2 separate regions of the Mus musculus genome follow, and region 1 is linked to region 2. A link is a contact called in public Hi-C data. All regions are on one chromosome and are shown on one strand. Each heading gives the region's core, a stretch centred on a gene start, on an enhancer-like site or on the middle of the called end of the contact. The rest is flanking DNA. Distances are from core to core; before and after follow the strand shown. Region 1 overlaps Igfbpl1 (insulin-like growth factor binding protein-like 1). Region 2 overlaps Gm31563 (a long non-coding RNA gene).

Region 1 (3,441 bases), core at 99-2,598, 89 kb after region 2:
TAGGCATCTGCCCCTTCCAATCAGCCACACTTTCAGCTCCGCCCACATGACTGTTCTTCAAAGGGAAGTCCAAACCCATATCCTAGAATGCAGCCAGCGCTCTGGTAAAGCCCCCTAACTTCCAACACTCCCTGAACAGAGCCTTGAGACTTCCAGCACTCCCTGCAGCCACCAACCCACATAAGGAGTTGTCTGGCAGAAGCCCCATCTGCCACAACAAAGAGGGGCTAATTTATTCACATTCTCCTCCTGCCAACGCCTCCTCAGTGACACAGGCGCTCGCACAGGCAAGCATGTCCCCAAACGGCTGTGGGACGGTCATACCACCTCTGATTCCAGGACCTTCAATGGGTTCCAGGGGGAACGCTTCGTCAACGCGTTTCACTTTTCTTCAAGTCAAGTCATAAATTTTAAATGAGACCTCATCGCTCCCTTTCAAACCTAAATGAATAAACCAGTAAATTACATTTCCTGCATGCTCCCTGCGAGCCTCCCGCTCCCGCTCTTTCAATAACTACAATTAAGAAGGGCTGTCTGGGGGAGGCTGCCTCTGCCAGGGCTTTCCCGGCAGGAAATGCCATTTCTTTTACAAAAGAGTCCTTCTGCTTTCGGTGTTAAAGGGACCTTACCCAATGCATGTAGGTATCTATAAATTTGCATGCTGCACAACTCATTCTGGTGCGCAGATCCATGTTGGACGGATGCAAACCTTTGGCATACAGTTGGGAAGTCACCATTGGAACCAGGGCAGTTCTGTGACCTTGGACGATTTCCTCAGGCTGTGGGGTGTCAGTAATCTTCTTTTAATTTGAATATATCTGGCATTAAATTTGCGTTCTTATCCATAACAGTTCTGCACAGTTAACAACCACCATGAATAGTTACATTGTTGTTGGCTGCTTACAGCAGGTAACTCCTCCCTTTCCAGCAATATTATCAGATGCCAGCAGGGGGCGCTGCTCAAGCTCAATGGTGGGGGAGGTATGCTCTCTTTTTGGTTCTCCAGAACAAACGGCTTAACTTCTCAATCTTAACACTATGCTGCCTTTACCCAGGAGGGCTCTTCTGTACCCTCACACCAGCCCTGAAAGGTAAGTGTTCTAACTCCCATTTTATATGAGAAAGTAAAGCTTAGAAAGGCAAAAGACCTGGAGGAACTGGGACTCAAATTCATGCCATGGTTTTATAACATCCAATACTATGTTAAAACCATTGTTATCTTGGTGGCTCCATCCCAAGAAGGGTTCCCAGGCAGAGTGGTTTGCTGGGAGGCCTCACAGCTCACAGGGTACAGTCACACGGTCATGACCTACGTCAAGAGGACACAGAGCAAACTCAACAGAGAGGAATGTCAGGGAGCAGAGCCAGGCACCAAACCAGCTCCTGGGAAAATGACACAGGGCACAGCCATGTCCAGAGACACAACGGTGAAGTGCTGTCTAATGGAGAAGCTCACGGGAGGTCAGGGCTTTAGCAGGGGCTAATCACACAGGTATTGAATTCTGAACCTACGCCTCAGATTCCTAGATGGTTGGATAAGTAGCCCCTAACACTCATGTGCTGGAGGCTGAGTTCACAGGCTATGTGACTGTGGGGTGACAGTCTCTTCAGGAAGCAGAGCCCAGCAAGAGGTCTTTAGGTCACCAGAGGTGTGATCTCAGAGGGGACAGTAGGGTTCTGGTAGCTTCTCTCTTCCACTTGCTGGCCTGGGGGGTGAGTTGTGTGCTCCACCACACACACCTGACAGGTTGTGCTGTTCTTGCCAGGGGGCTGAAAGAGAACATGGGGCTGTATGTAGATTCTGACCCGGATCCCTCAGAACCATGAGCCAAAGCAGGGCCACTCTGTCACGTTCACTGCAGGTATTGCTCCGTGATGAAATGTGGACACAGGTGTGGACCACATTCCGCAGTGTAGGAAGTGCCCACCCCCACTTCTGGGAATGGCTTCCAGAAGTCCGGGTCCCCGGAAGCCAGCCACAGGCCAACCTTGCCAGTTGATCATTCTGAAGTGACAGTCTCAGGCCAGTTACTTAGGCTTTGCTCTGCACAGGGAGAGAACACTCCACACATCACTTCCCAGTGAGGCCCACCAGTGACAGCCCATAACCCTTGCAGGACAGACAGCTCCAGTCCTCACAGTGCTCTAGTGTGACCGCAGGCTGCGCAGGGACCAGAGGCAGGATAGCTGGTATGATGGGTGTGGTCAAGGAAACCCACTTAGGGTTCTGTGTATGCTGTGTACCCAGTGCTAAGCTTTAGTCCCAGCTCTAGCTTTTTTTTTTTTTTTCCCTTCGAGACAGGGTTTCTCTGTGTAGACCAGGCTGGCCTCGAACTCAGAAATCTGCCTGCCTCTGCCTCCCAAGTGCTGGGATTAAAGGCGTGCGCCACCACTGCCGGGCCCAGCTATGATTTCTTCAGATTGGGTACAGGTGCCCATCCTCCTCAGAACCTGAGTCAGTCCTTGGCTGGCTGGCTCTGTGGACTTGGTCTGTGGCAAGACAGAGTCTTCATAGTAGAAGGGTAGAGTACAAGAAAGCTGTTCACCTAATGGCTGTTAGGAGGTAGAGGGAAGATGAAAGGTGGCTCCTGGGACAAGACTTCCCCCACCAGGGCATGGCTGCCCACTTACATTCTCTAGTTAAGCCCTACCTCCTGAAGACTCCACCACTCCCAACAGTGCCATAGCTGGGGATTAAAGCTTTAACACACAAGTCTTCCAGCCATGGCATCCCCCCTGCCTGCCCTCCACAGGCAGATGTAAGGAACACTTGAAGAGCCCTTGCAATCTGCCACGCTGTCCTAAGGAGGGACCCAGGGACACAGCAGCTCATGTTACCTAGACCAGGCCTTCCCATTGTGCTTGCTTGAAGCCCTCTGCTGACCTCTGCTGACACAGCCTATCTGGTGATGCCAGAGGCCATGACCCTTAACCATCAGAATCACCATCACTCGGAGAAACTGCAGTGGCTCAACGTCCTGCAGGCTGGAGATGGATGACAGCCATCTTCAAAGATCCCAGGACCTAGCATCTCACCTTAGTGTTATCAGGGCTGTCATCATGCTAGAAGGAGCAGGTTTTCCTTCCAGTCTACCTTTTACTGGAATAAAGTGGCTTTCCTGGAAGGCCAGCTCTCGGCCAGTCCAGTCTTTTTTTTTGTTTTTGTTTTTTTTGTTTTTGTTTTTTTTGTTTTTGTTTTTTTTGTTTTTGTTTGTTTTGTTTGTTTTGTTTTTGAGACAGGGTTTCTTTGTGTAGCCCTGGCTGTCCCGGAGTTCACTCTGTAGACCAGGCTGGCCTCGAACTCAGAGATCTGCCTGCCTCTGCCTCCCAAGTGCTAGGATTAAAGGCGTGCGACACCACCGCCTGGCCCAGTCCAGTCTTCTAAATGGATCATTTTCATCTTTCTAACTCTGTCCTATTCAGTGCTTGCTCCCTTCTGCT
Region 2 (3,757 bases), core at 718-3,217:
ACAGTCTCCTCATAATTTCTTACGCCCTTTATAGGTCAGATAACACATCGTAACCTCTGTCTCTGTGACCATCTGAGGGTTGTCCATTGAGTCCCCTGAGCATCAGTGGAATTTTCCATTACGGTTACACATGTTTACAGGAACAGACATTGGAGTAAGAAGCAATTTAGGTGGCAAAACATTTCCTTAGCAACATGTTCCACTATACGCCTTTTGGCTAGAGAGCTGTGGTAATCACGCTTTAGGGATGTTTCTTGTAAGGTTTGTCTAAGATAAGGGACTTGAACAAGCAGTAAGGACCAGCCACTCTTTAACTCATTCTGCTTTCCCACAATCCTTTAGTTTCTAGGTAGAGAGTTTCGTCAGGCTCTCCTAACATGAAGTCGTAATTTGATCTTATTAGGTGCATATGTAAGAGTGTAATGACATACTTGCATCATCTCTCTTTCATATACAAATGTCCAGGGACTAAAGAAAGCCAGGAGGTAACACCAACCGGCCTTGCTGTGTTGGTTGGCAGAGAAGCCGCAACCATATCTGTTTCCTCCACCTCCTGTGTCTGTTGAGATTCTGTGCACCTTCACTTAGAGTCAGTGAGCCGGAGACTTATGCAGGAGAGACTGGGGTGAGAGCCCAGCTAGGCAGTGCTGCAAGCTCCTGCTAACAGAGGTGCATGATCGCTGTGTGGCCTTCAGAGCTGTCCCAGGCTGGTGGAGTCCCAGGGTCACTGCTCCATTAGGGACTGTCTGAGTGATCACCTCAGTGGTGATTAATGCTGCTTCCCTCAGCCAGCCCCAGGTCTGCAGCCAAGAGCTGCTGTCATCTCTTTATTCTTCTGCCCTGCCATTATTGAAAATCAATAAACTGTCCCAGCCCAATGAAGTTCAGCGACTGGGGTGGAGTCCATAAATCAAATAAAAACTAAATTATATTTAAATAGGAATGAGGACTAAGAGGCTATGTTGGAGTGCAGCTGGGGTGCCCAATGGATAAAGAAAACAAACACACTGAGCCAGAAAGGTAAACGGCTGGCAAGCCTCTGGGGACATTGTGCCCCACTCTATATTATCCAGCTCTGAAGGGTGAGTCCAGCCCAGCTGGGACTCCCTCTGTGGTCACACAGTGGGGGATCCGCTGCTCAAACACAGGCCTTGAACTTCTCCAGGACCCACTGCGCTTCTCCCAACTGACTCCAGATCAACCCCAAGCAACAATGCATTGACAAGAATTTGAGAGGAAACGCAGGAGAGAGGGTCCACACAGTCAGGCCTATTGCTCTTTCCTTTATTATTCCTGCCTCTGGGTTCCTCTTTAAGACGCTAAATGGCGTCTGCTGTCAATCTCTGCCACCAGAAAGGGATCTGGAGCTTGTACAGGGCCGGGACACCAAGAAATAGCTAATATTCTGGCTGGAGGAGGATCTTCAGAAAGGTTTTGTCTTACTGGTGGGCCTGGCATAACTCTAACTAAGGTGTCTGGAGGCCTGGAAAGGATCTGACCCATTTGTGCTCCCAAACAAAACACAGTGCTACTTAAAGGAACACAAAATCCAGCAGTGATGCATAGAAAACGTGCAGCGCCTGCCTACAAGGGGAAAATTTACCCAGTGGTCTAAGAAGTAGGAAAATATGGGCAGTAACTCGATACAGATGGTGATGAAATCAACAGATGAGATCATTAGAGCAGCGACCCACAGGTTCAATGAGACCCCAACGCAGGGAGACTTAAGATCCCCGGGGACACAGGAAATGGGATCTATCTGTGCGAGTAACTTGCTCAGTGAGAAAGGCATAGATTACTGATGCTGGCCACAGCACGAGCAGATTTTAAAACCATTATGCTGATTGCACGTAGACAAAATTCTGGGGAAAAAAGCAAAACTATGGTAATAAGAAGCAGATCCCTTGCTGTAGAATGGGTTGGGGAAGGAACTGACCTGTAGAGGGTGCAAAGGAGCTGTTGGTAGGGGTCAGTGGGAGCGCTCTTGTAACTGTGCGTATAGATTTGTCAGAACTCATTGTTAGAGGGATGGAGAGATGGTGACGTCGTGGTAGTTAAGAGTTGCAGCCGCTCTTCCAGAGATTGCAATTCAGTCCTCAGCATCACATAACAGCCTGGAATTCCAGCTCCAGCAGGATCTGATAACCTTCTCCTAGCCTCCAAGGGCACCTGCACTCCTGTGCCTGTACCCCATAAACACACACACACAAAACACACATAGTCATGTACACATAAAGAAAAATGAATCTTAACAACAACAACAATAAAACCTCATTGTGGAGGAGGATACGGCGTGGCTATAAGAAGATGATGTGAGAGATCTGTGGGCATGAAGTCATCAGTATCTGGACTGTGGTGATTGACATACCAACCTAAAAATGATGTCATGGGTAGAACCAAACACACTCATACAGATGAGCACAAGCACACTTGGAGAGAGAGAGAGAGAGAGAGAGAGAGAGAGAGGGGGGGGGGGAGGGGGAGGGGGAGGGGAGGGAAGGGGGAGGGGGAGAGGGAGAGCTATATAGGATGGGGAGGGGGGAGTCTGTTGATGCCAAGACCCAGGTTGTAAGTTTGTATCTCAGTGTTGCTGAGGAAACTGGGCAAAAGATCCATGCGGTTCTGTAATGTATCTTCCAACTGCATGCAAATCTTAAATAATTCCTAATTTTTGAAAAGGTCCATACAATCCGTCAAAGATGTTTCTTCTCATAACCTGCTCTGTCTTGTCACATCAGCTTCCACGGAGCAGCACTGTACTGACATGGCATACTAAGGAGATGTAGGAGTTTCACCGGCTTTTTTCTTCCTTTTTTAAACCCACAGGAGAAATTGAAGGCTTTTCTGTTATCCAAGGATGATTGGAAAAGTTATGGGACACACCTGAGATTTCACCCAAGGGTTGAGGGGTAATGAACTACAAAGAACCAATTTGAAGAGACATTGGCAGGAAAAAAAAATTAATGTATTTTCTACTTGTATCCTATTTAACTGGAATTGTTCAAAGAAATAGCTATGGCTTATTACATTATGATAACAGAAGATGGTCTGTATTATTCTTATAGTTCCCAGTTAGCTTCAACTTGACACAGCCCAGAGTGATTGAGAGAGTCTCCTTTGGGGGACTGCCTCTGTCTCACTGGCCTGGGGGGCATGTCTAGGAAGCATTTTCTTGATTGCTAATTGAAGTAGGAAGACCCAGCCCACCACGGGTGGTGCCACTCCTGGCAGATGGTGCTGGGTTATATAAGAAATCCGGCTGAGCATGGCTCAGAAGAAAAAGCTGGTGAGTAATATTCTTCTATAATGACTGCTCCTGGCTTAATTTCTGCCCTGAATTTCCTCATGGATGGAATTATTAATTTTTTATCATAAATGTATTGGACATTAAGCCCAATAAGCCCCTTCCCCCCTTTCCAAGTTACTTTTGGCCGTGGTGTTTATCACAGCAACAGAAAGCAAAGTAGAGCAAAATTGGAATCAGGAGTGGGGTCTCCTCGGTGAGAGTCTCTGTGCTTTCAATGGTGATCTCTCTTTGGGGACTCCATCTCTGAACATGGTGCCAAACTGTCAGCCGCTCTCTATGACCAACTCTTTCATGCCTTCGAAACCAGTGCCATGTATGAGAGTCTTACATATTATTGGCTAAATTCTGTTGCCAGATGTGGTCTCCTGGACCACAGCTTCTTTGTGATCGTTCTGAAGAAAGAGTTCCCAGAAGATTTCACCTCAGTGATGTTGATCTTACTAACCACAA

Evidence for each region. Hi-C and Micro-C count contacts between places; a contact is called where the count stands out from the background.
Region 1: a Hi-C map of the N1E-115 cell line shows a contact between it and region 2, with 3 times the contacts expected there. The contact joins two enhancer-like sites. A contact is called at or near these places in 2 of 39 promoter capture datasets (liver and pre-B cells), 1 of 15 datasets of contacts at CTCF or cohesin (large pre-B cells), 12 of 484 Hi-C or Micro-C datasets (the G1E-ER4 cell line, the HL-1 cell line, the N1E-115 cell line and 7 more) and 2 of 9 other capture datasets (adipose tissue and liver).

The regions. Positions count from the first base shown.
Region 1 is chr4:45,819,328-45,822,768 of GRCm38.p6, forward strand. All of the region lies in intron 1 of Igfbpl1 (insulin-like growth factor binding protein-like 1), which reads right to left. Among named protein-coding and RNA genes, the nearest start is that of Igfbpl1, 5.8 kb to the right of the region's middle. Within about 2 kb of position 1,349, at least 145 of the 459 cell types and tissues checked have an H3K27ac peak or open chromatin away from gene starts, as enhancers often do. A contact at or near this core is called in the N1E-115 cell line, where this site is marked.
Region 2 is chr4:45,729,279-45,733,035 of GRCm38.p6, forward strand. It overlaps Gm31563 (a long non-coding RNA gene), which reads right to left. Exons shown (of 4, transcript XR_881227.1): 2 at 1,937-2,183. Among named protein-coding and RNA genes, the nearest start is that of Gm31563, 9.1 kb to the right of the region's middle. Within about 2 kb of position 1,968, at least 25 of the 459 cell types and tissues checked have an H3K27ac peak or open chromatin away from gene starts, as enhancers often do. A contact at or near this core is called in the N1E-115 cell line, where this site is marked.